2 separate regions of the Mus musculus genome follow, and region 2 is linked to region 1. A link is a contact called in public Hi-C data. All regions are on one chromosome and are shown on one strand. The core of a region is the stretch at or near the end of the contact, and the rest is flanking DNA. Distances in the headings are between cores, read along the strand shown.

What was found. Hi-C and Micro-C count contacts between places; a contact is called where the count stands out from the background.
Region 2: a contact with region 1 is called in a Hi-C map of rod photoreceptor, with 4 times the contacts expected there. The contact joins the enhancer-like site here to the promoter of Frmd4b in region 1. A contact is called at or near these places in 11 of 484 Hi-C or Micro-C datasets (Sertoli cells, cerebral cortex, embryonic stem cells and 4 more) and 4 of 115 datasets of contacts at active chromatin or transcription factors (CD8 T cells, bone marrow-derived macrophages, embryonic stem cells and 1 more).

The regions. Positions count from the first base shown.
Region 1 is chr6:97,485,348-97,491,849 of GRCm38.p6, reverse strand. It overlaps Frmd4b (FERM domain containing 4B), which reads left to right and starts at 4,030. Exons shown (of 23, transcript NM_001346637.1): 1 at 4,030-4,257. The coding sequence starts at 4,096.
Region 2 is chr6:97,516,749-97,523,250 of GRCm38.p6, reverse strand. It overlaps Gm46970 (a long non-coding RNA gene), which reads right to left. Exons shown (of 5, transcript XR_003956336.1): 1 at 5,491-6,502. It also overlaps a transcript of Frmd4b not described here. Among named protein-coding and RNA genes, the nearest start is that of Gm46970, 24 kb to the right of the region's middle. Within about 2 kb of position 2,485, at least 17 of the 459 cell types and tissues checked have an H3K27ac peak or open chromatin away from gene starts, as enhancers often do. A contact at or near this core is called in embryonic stem cells, liver and rod photoreceptor, where this site is marked.

The DNA of each region.
Region 1 (6,502 bases), core at 2,781-5,280:
TCTATCTTACGTCCAGCTTTGAGTGCACTCTATCTTCCTAAGTCCATAGGAAACGCTGTCTCTGACGGGGAAAACTGAGCTTCTAGAAGCATTCTGGGGAAGCTGGAGCAAAGCATTAGAACTGCTCTTCCAAACAAGTCACCTCTGACCCTTCCCCTCAGCAAAGGAAAATGACCTAAAGAGCCATTTAAAAATTATCTTCAGAAAAGCATATTTGTATGTGCATGTTTGTGTGGGTAATGCATGGGTACAGGCACATGTGCACATGTGTGTGCATGTTGAAGTCATGGACTTCTACCTTGTTTGTCTTATTTTGTTGAGGCAGTGTCTGTTACTGGCCTGGAGTTCCTGGATTAAGTTAGGCTGGCTGCCTAGCACATCCTAGGGTTCTACCTATGTCTGTCTCCCTAGCACTGGGATTACCAACACAGACACCCATACCCAGCTTTAATAATGCGTATCTGGGCACTGAAGGATGACTCAGTCGTTAAGAGCACTGGGAACTCTTCAAGAGGACCTGGCTTCCAGTCCCAGCACCTACAAGAAAGGTCACAATGGTCTGCGACTACAATTTCAGAGAGTAGAACACCCTCTACTGGCCTCCATGAGCACTGCATGCATGTGGTGGATAGACTTACAGACAAGCAAAGTACACATCTGCAGGAAACAAAAAGTTTAATGTATATTTTACTTACACTGTTTTCCCTAAGTCCAAAACGTTCAGGGAATTCCTGCTTTCTGTAGTGATGGTGGCCGGATGTCCTTGGTGCTTGCCTCTTGCCAGCCGCCATTCTACACACTTCCTGAAATGTTATGTTTACTGTCTCTCCCCGACCCCGAGTAGTGGATTCTGATAATGTTCCCATGTTGTACCTGAGGGCATTCATACTTTGCCTGCTTAAGGAGTCTTTTCAAGGTGCTCAGGAACTTGAAACCATGGTTACCTCCCATCCACCCTTCTTCTCTCCCACAGGGTGACAAGCAAGATAAACGTCAGCTAGATTCGACTCAAGGCTAGGTGAAAAGCAAGACCACTAACCTCAGTCCCCATGACTGCTGGCCCGCAAGGGCCTAAAACCTTGCAACCTGAGCAAGCTCCCATGTGCTGTTGCTTGGCCTATCTGGCTAACGCTGTAATACCGTGTCTCACTCGCAGGGAAGTTGTCCAGGCCTGGAGAGAGGGTAGGGGTGAGGGTGGTGGCCCAGTGGGTCAAGTACTTGCTATTCAAACCTGAGGGCCTAAGTTCAGATCCTCAGCCCCCAGGCCACTGCCAAGTGACCATATGTGCCTGGAACCCACAACTGGGAGGTGGAGTCCGGCAGATCCTGGGGGCTCACTCGCCAGCCAATCTAGCCAAAAAGTGAGCTTCTCGGTCAGTGAGAGACCCGGTCTGGAGGAATAAGGTGGAGGGGCTGGGAATGTAGCTCAGCCAGTAGCACACCTGCCTGCCTAGTATCCACAGATCCTGGGTTTAGTCTCTAGAACCATGTACCCCGCGTGAGGTGGGGTAGCACATTCGTATAACCTCAACGCTTAGGAGAGAGAGGCAGGAGGATCGGGAGTTCAGAATCATAGTCATAACCTGACTACATAGCAATTCTGAGGCCACCCTGACTACATGAGCCCCTGTCTGGACAAACACTATTAATGTGGACAAGTGATTGAGGGACGTATACAGCATTGACCTCTAGCCTCCACATGAGCAGGCGTGGGCTCACATGAGCATATAGAGGGAAAAAAGGAAAGAAACGTATTGTAAGCACTAGCTTTGAAACCATGAGTCAAAATGTCCCAGGCTGCAATCGATGGCTGACGTGAGAGCTGATCGGTACCTGCCCAGGTGTCTTGAGAGCGTCTTTTCTCGGAGGATGGTGTCACGAGACAGTGGGAATTGACCTGTTGGGGATATCATTCTGGTATTCCCTAGGCTGCATGACATTTCCGAGAACTCAGGCCACTGCATCATTTAAAAAAAAAAAAAAAAAAAAAGAATACCATGGTTTAAAAGGCTTTTTTTTTTTTTTTGACGTTCCACAATTTCCCATCAGGTGACTTTTTTTCCAAATTATGCTTGGTTCATTTTATTCCAATTCAGTAAAACCTCCTATGTCAGACTGTGTGTGTAAACACCATGACTGTTACCCTGGTAAACTACAACCAATATGTTAATATGAATAGCAGACAGATTCCCGGCCAAGAAGGAGCATAGATCTCAGAGCGGTTGTGACCTCTATGAATCCCACAGACTCCCTTAAGCAATTTTTTTTCCTGGTGGTGAAAGAAATTTCATTAAAAAAAAAAAAAGTTTTCCAGTTATAGCCACCTTGGAACCCACAGGTGCTCTGAGAACAGATTTTCCTGTCGTTTTGGATGCTCCTGGTGTTTGGCCGGAATTAAGACGCTAAGGGCACATTTGAAACCTGAAATGAAACTGACTGACTGGCAGATAATCTGTCCCGAGGCCTCTGGAGCTAGTTCGGAAGAAAAGCTTTGGCATCTCACCTCTCAGCCACTTAATAGCAAAGACAATAGCACAGGTGTGAGTCGACCAATGAAATGCTCACCATTGTCCAACAAGGTAGATTCAGAGAGAAATACCTCCATCCTGAAATCTGGGGCAGTAGGTTGTTTATCTCTTCCTCCTCCTCCGCCTCCTCCTCATCATCATGTATTAATTATATAATAATGGGCTTCAGGACACTTTCACACATGGATAATGTCATTTGATCATAATCATCCCATTGCCTTCTCTTGACTCCGCCCCTTGATGCTGGGCCCCTCCCTCTCGTGTAGAGACGTCTGTGTACACGTGATCCAGTGAGTGTAATTAGGATTGCTTCCCAGCTGCAGTGAGCTTGCTCTGGAAATGGGATGGGATTCTGGGGACTGCAATGTGCAAACATTCTCAAGGAAAAATACAGACTCGGGTGTGTGGGACTTCTTAGATTCCCTTTTCAAACTCCTTAGAGACTTATCATTCCCTGTGGAGACCTTAAAAAGCACGAATTGTCCCAGGGCTTCTGGAGCTGAGGACGAGTTTTTATTTTTCTATTCATGTACTTATTTCGTATTTATTTTTGAGCAGTGAGCTCCCCCGTCGGATGTGTGATGCCATCTGTGGCCCGGTATATCCTGAGGTAGAATTTTGTACAAACTGACCAGGGATCCTCTCTCGAAGCTTCTGGTTCCTAGGGAGTCTTAACTGAATGCTGTTTGCCAGAGGATCAAAGAAGCCTTGTTTTTCTTCTGAGCCCACAGCTGCCCTGAAACTGGCCTCACGAGGGTATCAGGGAACCTGCTTTGCTGGTGGCCAAGGCAGGCTGGCATTTTCTTGGAGACCTTCAAGTTAGGAGCAAAGAGAGGCTGGAGGCGCGTACACACTGTTGCTTTGAGGCTCTTCATCTGGTTTCAGCAGAGCCAAGAAAACACGCACAATTCTCTCGGGAGTGAGATCTAAAGGGAGATGCTGCAGGATTTTTTTTTTCTTCCCGGTCTTCTGCTTCTATAGCTTCCCCAGAGGTGTTTATCACTGAGGTGTGGACAGAGCAAGATGCAAGGCAGAGCGACCTTAAAGAGTAAAATACAGGTGTCCCGGGGCTAGGTCTAGGTGTGTGATTGTGTGTCTGTGTGTGTCTCTCTCTCTCTCTCTCTCTCTCTCTCTGTGTGTGTGTGTGTGTGTGTGTGTGTGTGTGTGTGTGTGTGTGCAAGCGCGCTGAAATGCAGCTCCCTACTAGGCTTGCAAAGAGTTGCTGGGCTTTGCCTGCGGCCCTGTGCCCAGGAGCAGCTCAGCGGGGAGTCCTCACTGGCCAGGGCTTCCCGCGCCCAGGGAGCACCCAGGGCTGGCCTGGCGGAGCTTAGGAAGCTGGCGCTGGGTGGGGGCGGGCGGGGTGACACAGCCTCCGTGCCAGTCGCAGCCGTTGGCTGGCGGGCACCCAATCCCCGGGCATGCCGCCCCAACCTGGCCGGGACACACAGTGAAAGGCGAGTTCAGTGGCAGATCTGACCCCCCACCCCCCACCCCCGGGGCTGTCAGCTACAGCAGAGCGTGGCGAGCCCAGGATCGCGGAATCCAGGCTCCGAGGGAAAGCAGCGGCATGGCTTCGGTGTTCATGTGCGGAGTGGAGGACCTGCTGTTCAGCGGCAGCCGCTTCGTGTGGAACTTGACCGTGTCCACGCTGCGGAGATGGTACACCGAGAGGCTGCGGGCTTGCCACCAGGTGCTGCGGACGTGGTGCGGGCTGCGGGATGTGTACCAGGTGAGCCCAGGAGCTGGCGCCCTGGGGCCATTGCGGGGATGCCCGGCGCTCAACTGAGGACCGGTCCACCTGTATGATTTCATAACCTCAGGCTTCCCATATCTTTGTTTTCAACTCCTCGCGGGGAGCTTAGCGCTTGGGTCAAGCCCTCAGCAGCTCTAGCTAACTGTGGCTTGATAATTTTTTTTTTTCAGTTGGGCATGGGGGCACTTGGGAGTTATCCGCTCCCCCACCCCACCCCAAGCAAACATATATTATAACGTGATGGAGGTTCCTGCTGGCACTAGTAAAGGGGCTTATAGCCTTTGCAACACGTCGTTTGTGGAAAGCGACTTTGAGGTTGAGAGGATTATTTCTGTTTTATTTCATTTCATTTCATTGGAGGTGGCCATTTCGGAAGCTATGATTTCCCGTCATTGCTTGCTGTCAGAGCATGTCTTAGTGAATTTGTCTTCTTCCTTCTTGATTTTATTGCACTTTTCCACCAGGCAGCCCCTGCTTCCAGGGCACAGCCAGGAAAAGCTGATTCTGTGTTGCCTGGCTTTGGGACGGAAGGACAGCGGCGGATTGGGAGCACTTTGTGGGAGGCTGACAGGCTAGGGAAGGGAAGGGTGGCTTGGCTGAGCGCTGGAATGCTTACACTTGGATTTAATCTGTCGCACAACACAGCCTCTTTATTGCTTTGCTGGCTGGCCCCATCTTGCAGGCAAAATCTGCAGCAACTTTGCCCAATGAGGAGACCATTCATCCTCTCTGGGATTGCAACTTGCCTGGATTTTTGTGAACAGTAGTAAATGGATATAAAAGTACTCTGACTGGGAGATGGATACCTTTAAGATAAAAGAATAAAAACTGCATTGTTGAATTATGAAGATTCATACCTGGGCTTCTTTCCTGGGGATAGTTTGTTACAGTTCTCTGAATTCCTTACACATAACCTGACCCTATTCCTAATAGGGCTGAACTATATCTGTCATAGAGTGTCCCATATGCGACTCTAGCTTTGATTTTTGAAAAGTCATAGTCTTCCATCAACCAGATAGAATAAAAGCCAACTAAGGACAGACTACAAGAGTTCTCAGGAATGAATGTTCCCTTGCTATTCTTGTTTATACACACACACACACACACACACACACACACACACACACATTTTAACCTGTGGTTTCAGTGTTCCTGGTTTGCCTAACATATCTGTAATATGTTTGAAATAGACTTAGCAAGGCTCACTGACTGAGAGCCCTGGAGGCCCGATGGGGCTTGAGAGCATTAGGGAGCTGTGCCCATAGCCCATCTGGCCACCAGAAACTGCACTCCTGGCTTTTTGGAGCCAGACGTGTGTCTATCTTTCAGTCCTTTTCTCTCTTGGGAAGTCTCTGCTCACTTTGGTTGGGAGTAAACACACCCACCCCAGCCCCATCACGTAGGGCCGCCTTTTCTTTTTAAATATTGAGGAACTTTCAAAAGGAAAGCACAAATACTGTAGCCAATCAGACAGGCTCCATGCCCAGACTCCCCACGGATTCTGTGGATTTATGGCTTACTGCTAATGCTGTTACTGAGCAATTCGGAGATGACGATTCCAAAAACCGGAGAGTCTTTGGCTTCTCTAGCTGATCGGCCAGTAGTTACTCTTTTTAATTTTGAAAATGTTTTGTGTGTACGTGCTCATGATCGTGTGGGTGCACACACATATGCAGGCATGTGGTACATGTGCACACATACGTGTGGCCAGTAGGGTCACTCCTCAGCAATACTGTCCACCTTAGTTTTGAGACAGGGGCTATCATTAGCCTGGGGCTTGCTAGTTAGATGAGGCTGGTTGGTCAGCAAGCACCATGGATCTCCCTGTCCTTGCCTCCCAAGCACTGAAATTACAAATATATAGCACGAATCATCAATCATTCATCTTAAACACAACAGCAGTTTGAAAGGGTAAGCTGCTCAAATATTTTGTTCTCCCCTGTAAGACGGGTGTTAACTGAGCTCCTCTCATCCTCCCGGTCAATAAGAGCAGGCAAATAATGATGGCTTTATAAGTATTGTCATAAGCAGAGAAAAAATATGACATTTACATTAAAGGCTCCTGTCCTATGGAGAACTAAGATTTAAAAAGCAAAGCAAAACAAAACAAAACAAAAAAGACAATTTCCACCCTAGGAGAACTATAGTATCCCAGGGTGAGCCACAGACCTAGATTGCTTGATCGTTTGTGAAGATGTTTGTTTGTTTGTTTGTTTGGGCA
Region 2 (6,502 bases), core at 1,236-3,735, 33 kb before region 1:
CAAGATAAGGATCTGTAGTTCCTCCGCCAGTGTCCGCAGCAAAGGAACCTTATCTAGTCTGTATCTCACACTCAGCAAAAACACTACCTTCAGCTGGGAAAGGCTTTTTTTCCCGTGGTTGCACATTTTCTTTATTACCTGTCACAATGGAATAAGTTACCAACGACTTTCTTTCCCGATCCATCAGTTCTCCCAGGGAAAGCAAATCCCTTTCAGCAAAGTGGCAAAGCTGAAGCATCCCTCCTCTGAAAAAAACAAAAAACAAAAAACAAAACAAAAACAAAAAAACAAAAGGCAAAAAACAAAACAAAAAAAACCTATTTAAATTATATTGAAGTAAAGTTATTAAATGTTAAACATGCCTGTGATATAAACACTCTGGCTGATTTCTACAATGAATATTTCCATGTGATTGATATTTAGTGCCATAAAAAGGGTCTCCAATGGTGCTTACTTTATTAAGATAAAATGTGAGTCCTGCGGTCGGATCTTGTGGCTACTGTATTGCTGAGCTGCCAGGAGGATAAGCAAGGTTTTGCACTTAAGTACCTGATGTGTGTTATAAACAGATCTGGGCTTCCTGGGGGTGGTGCGGCCAGGGAAACTAGCGTTTGATACCCCCATTAGTAACTAAAGGGGTTGCTGGACTTAAGTTGGAGATTGTGACAATGAAAGATGTAATTCTCTCTAACCTATCTATATTCTGTTCTTGGATACTCTTCAAGGGTCCTTTGAGAGTTGTGGGTGTGTGGCTAAAATCTCATGGTCTCTGAGCTAGGGTGGGGACAAGGTGGACCCCAAGCGACATGGGGACATCTCTGAGGTGCTATTCAGTTTTAACTATGGTGATGGGCGTGCGAATGCCTACACATGTCAAAACCTTACAATCTGTCCATTTGAAAGGGTAAATGTAAATTAAGCATTAATATAAGAAGGAAAGAAAGAAAAGGAAGGAAGGAAGGAAGGAAGGAAGGAAGGAAGGAAGGAAGGAAGGAAGGAGAATGAGAAGATAGTGGGTGGAATGTTGCTACCAATGGAAGCAGCCGCTGTTGCAGTCCCTCCTATGTTAAGGCACTTACAGAGGCTTCGTGTGGCAACGGAGGTTAAGGGGGAAGACTCTGTGTTCCAGTTCCGGCTCCAAAGCCTGTTTGCTGTGTGACCTGGAGCAAGTTCACAGATATCTCTGTGCCATCCTTTACTAGAAAACCGCACAGGGCAGTGACTGTGTTTACCCCAAATGAGTGAGGATTAAATGGATTCACGTTAAAGTGCTTAGGATAATGAAAAATAAAGAAGGTCGGGCACATAGTAAATGTTGTCAAGTGCTGTCATCTTTAAAAAATACTTGGGAGGGAGCCAAGGCTGTGATAAAGAGCGACAAAGTGGAGATTGCTTTCTGTAATCAATGAAAGATGGCACCTGGCCAGGAGGAGCTAATTAGGAAAAGAAGGGGACGGTTAAGAAAGGGATGAGTGTTCGAGTGTGTGTCCCAAAGACACACCGACTTCCTAGTTAGCATTTTGCTAAATGAACTTGACTTTTTTTTTTTTTTTTTTGGCTCTGGCCGGGCCTTGGCTCTCAGCTGCATCATCTCCCAACATCCTTTTCCGTTTCCAGATAACTTCCCCTGCTGGACCACCCCACAGGACGAATTTCCAGAAGATAGCACCAGTACATTATGCAGTGTTTGCAACTGAAAATCATACTCTGTAGCTAAACAAAGGTCTCCAGGCAAACCCTGGGTGGTCTGTGCCGTGGATATTTACATTTCACTGGGGCTTAGTGCCACTCAGATGCTCTCCCATCTGTCTTAACCATTTGGAGCAAGGGGGAAAAATGCTCGTCCGATCAGTCTCCATTGGGGTCCTGCTACTGTTAGGCCAAGGTGCGTCCCTCTTTGGATAACAGTTTGTGAATTCACAAGTAAATTAACTCTAAGTGAAGTTTTGTTTTAATAGTTCTCTATGCTATATTCTAGTCAACAGCCCTTCTATGTGGGAAATCGGAACCATGGAATTACAGAAACATAACATCATGAAATAATCCAACATTTAACCTAGTTTTAGCCTGTCTCAATAAACCTAAAATGCAATTTACAAGACAGAGGGGGGAGGGAACAGTTTGTCTAGTGAATCTTTTTAAAATGTCATTAAAGTCTCATTATTTGAGATAGTTTTTGTTTTGTTTGGTTTGGTTGGTTGGGCTTGGATTTTCACACAAATTTTTCCTTCATAGCCCCGAGTCACCTTTATCAACACACCCATCTCCCTGTCTCTTACTGTGGCCTGCCTCCTTTTTTTCTCTCTAGGACATCATGGCCTTCTACTTAGACACTGTTCTAAAACAAAACCATAACCCAGAAGACTCATAATGAACAGAAATTTATGTCCCACAGTTTGGAGGCAGAAAGGTCAAGGTCAAGGCACCAGGTGATTGTGTGTCTGGCAAGGTCTTATAGGTACGAATGGTGTCATCTAGTGCTGCCCTCTACTGGTAGTTGCTTTTATAACACATTACATTCATGAGGAGGGGTCTGTCTTTGGGACCTAACTAGTGATTGGGTTTCAATACGGGTGTTTTAAGGGGTGAGGGACACAAATACTCACACACAGCCAACTCTGCAGATCTCCACTCTGGGGATTCCTTTTAAACACCAGCAAAATCACCAACCAGAGTGTATAAATCACACTCGGACTAGAGGTAACGCCCAGGCTTTGACATCCAGACATGATGCTGAGGTCCACAAATGTGTTAGCTGCATAGCTATCTATCCTATGGGGTCCTTAGGCCGCAGGCCATGAGACAGACACAACATCATAAAAGCTGAAGCTAGAAACAGTGAGTTCCCTGTCACACCTCAGCAAGAAACATGTGTGTTGGAAGACCCACGTTTTCTTGTCTTAAGCCACAGAACGATCAGACAACAGCCTCAAGTGTTGATTTTAGAGTTACAAATGCATTTGAGAGAGTGGACAGATTTCTAAATTTGGAGTCTGTGAATGCCGAGGACTGCCTGTGCTGACGAAAGTCCTTCCCTCCAATGCTGATCAGTGTTGGCTAAGTGTAGGACTCACACGGGGAATTAGCCAGGGTATTAAATTGGTGTGCCCAGACTCCACCACTCCCCCATCTGCAGCCCACTGTGGTCATCAGAATGTTTCCAGGACAACGTAGTGGTCAGCAGGCCACAGGCCTACCTGTGGGCCCAGCATACAGCTGCCTGTTTGAGGATTATGGTAGGATGAGACAGGCTCGTTCATTTTTAAGTGGAGGCAGCTATTCCTTTGACCTATGAGGACCATATAACATTCACAGTTTGGTTCCTGATAAAATTTTGCTGAAGCGAAGTCGGGCCTGTGTGATTTTTGTGCTGTCAGCTGCTGCCTTTGTGAGGTGAGATGAGTAGACGGAACTTTTGCTCCCACAAAGTTGACTAAATTCATCATCTAGTGTGTGAGCGCTTCGGGTTAATGATCAATTTCCTGCAGCTGTGTTCCTAAAGGTTAAGTCTGTTTCGTTTTGTCTTGACTTTGACCATTACCCTGGAGCCCATTTAGACCAGGGCCATCGGGAGAGCTTGCCGTGACTATGCCTTGTCCTGCCCTGCTTTCCCTAGTATGCCAGCCCATGGTATGGGTGACCACTGAGTTCCTGAGACGTGCGGGTGGGACTGAGCCATTAATGTTTGCTCATATTTAATTAAATAGAAGTATCCACACGTGACACCTGGCTACCCGTGTAGATTCAAGATTACAAACTGCCTGAAGGCTGAGCTTGTCGCCATCATTGAAAGATAAGGAGCTATTGTTGTAAAGGTCAGAACTTTGGATTCTTGTGGAAAATTCGAACATGTAGAGAGAGCGTGTTCTGAGAGGGTAAGCTGTGTTTTCTGGCTACTCCTGTGCCTAGCTATTGTGTGTGTGTGTAAGTATATATGTATATTATACACACACACATATATATGTGTATATATGTGTGTGTGTATATATATGTATGTATATATATGTGTCTGTGTATATATATATATATATATATATATATATATATATATATATATATATCCTGCTTCATCATCGTCATCATCACCCTGTATCTCAACCCTATACTAAAGTCCAGAGACATTAAGTCATCTGGGTTTTTTTTTTTTTTTTTTTTGAAACAAGGTCTCATGCAGTCCTAGCTAACCTCAGATCTTTATGTGGTTGAGGATAGCTTTGAACTTCTGATCTACCTGCCTCCTTCTCCTGAGTGCTGTGGTCATTCATGTGTCCAGTTTATGCTATGCTAGGCACTGAACCCAGGGCTTCCTGCATGCCAGGCAAGCACTCTACCAACAGTACTATACCAACAGCCTGCCATTCTGTAACTAAGTGACACATCTTAGGCTGACACCAGTCCTTGAAAGTATGCCTTCTCCGTGGAAGCCTGACTGAATTCTCTGCTGTGGGGAATGGGGGTGGCAGGGCACCACAGAGCATCTGGGTGTGTGGAGGTGGGGGATGGGTGCCTGCTTGTGTCTTACTTGTCTCAGCCTCCTCTCCTTCCCTGTTGGGGATAAGTTAGAGGTGTGTGTGGGAGAATGACAGTCTCTGTTTTCTTCCTCTCCAGGCTGACTCAGTGAGAGGCACAATGGGAGGGAGGGCCTGGGAGGGGGACAGTCCTGAACCTGTTTCCTTCACAGACTTCCTCTGTCATTGTCTGTCTCTGGCATTGTGGCTGTCGATGCTGGGGCTTCAATGGTCCTCCACAGGCTGTCCTCCTCCACATATCTGTCCCCTCCCCCCCACCCCCACCCCCACCCCCACCCCCACCCCCACCCCCACCCCCATCCCTGGGCTTACTGATATCCACTTTCTTTTTCCCTGAGCCCTGTGGGCTGTCTTCTATTTCAATTCAGCCAATGAATTGCTGTACCGAAATGAAAGTAGACCACTTGTTAAATCCCCGTGGGAAGGTTTAAAGTGGGCCTTCATAGAGGGGTGTTACATGTTATCGGGTGCTACCCCATCTCCATGTGCTAGTCTGGTTAAAGTTCGTTTAGAAGGAGAGCATTGAACTCCTTATTTTGGAAACTCACATTCCTTGATTTGAGTTCTGCTTTGCCAGTTGCTAGGTCAGTGGCCTGGGGGAACCGTGAGCCGGAGTATCCTCCCATGCCCATGTGCCTGCTGCAGCGGCTGTTGGAGAAGTGGGTGTGGTAGTGAGCGTGAAGCCAGATGCCATGCAGAGAAGCCTGCCTAGCACTTCTGGGTTTGCTGACTTGAGCAGACTCGGCCCTCTTTTACCTGAGCATGAACATGGAGCCAACGTCTTTTTGGTAGGGCAACAGGTGTCTGCCACCTTTGCTAACTGAATTCCGGCTTGGTTTCAGATGAGGCTGGCCCCTCCCTCATGGGGTCAAAGTCAGGCCAGTGAGGCAGCTGTGACAGGGTCAGAGCTAGTGAAGACAGCAGGGGACTCCTGCTGGGATGACTAGGAAGAATCGCTTACCTTGAAGCTTGTTCAGTAAGTCAAGTATCAGGCCGAGCCCTTGACTGATACTGGAAAGGACTGCCTCACGGTGAGGTGAGCAGGGAGGATGGGAGTGAGAGAGAGACCGGGAGAAAATCAGGCTGACACAGAAATGGCTGAATTCTCCACATTCAATCTCTGATCCGTTCATGGTGGCCCAGCCTGTTTGAATTGGGCTCTCATCCCCGCAGTTGAAAGACTTGGCTAAACATCTCCCTGTTCCATTTCTTAATGTCCCTCAAACCTGTCCCCCAGTGTATTTTGCAGTTAACATTAATCTTATTTTCTGGCTCTGAGCCATCTCCCTTACACAGAGGACATTTTCTTCCCAGGATACCTTGCTGCCTGAGAGTATGTTGTACTCGACTCTTCGCTTGGGTAGTCTGCCCTTATCTATTTTCTAGCTGAGATCTGAACAGTAAACCCCTTGCAAAACAAGTTCATCAATTTTCTATCGCTGTGTAACCAATTACCATTGATGGCATGGCTTACTCGGCACACGTGGGTGGCCTTGGGTCAGGATGCTCACATAATTTAATTGGGCCCTCTGCTCAGGGTTTCATCAGACTGAAATTCAGGTGCAGGCCCAGGCTATGATCTCGCCCAAGGCCCAGACTCCTCCTTCATGCGCATTGGCTGCTATGAGACTGTGGCTCTCTACAGCTGTAGGACTGAAGTCCTCAGCCACCTGTAGCTCTCACACACACAGGCTGGCTGCACAGGAGAGCTGTGTACTTCTTCAAAAACAGCAGGCCACCTTTCTCTCCCTTTTGTAATGATGCTTGAGGGAGCATTTCCTGGGGTGATGCCAGGAGTGCCTTTGGCATATAACATAAGCTGATCAGGGTCACACAGCAGCCCATCCTTGTCATCCTCTTGGAGCTAGAAGCATCGAAAGCCCCAGCTGCACACAAAGGCATAGGTTACCCAGGGCGTGCACACCTGGGGTCCATGTTGGCATTCTGCCGTTACCTCTTACCTGTAACCTCAT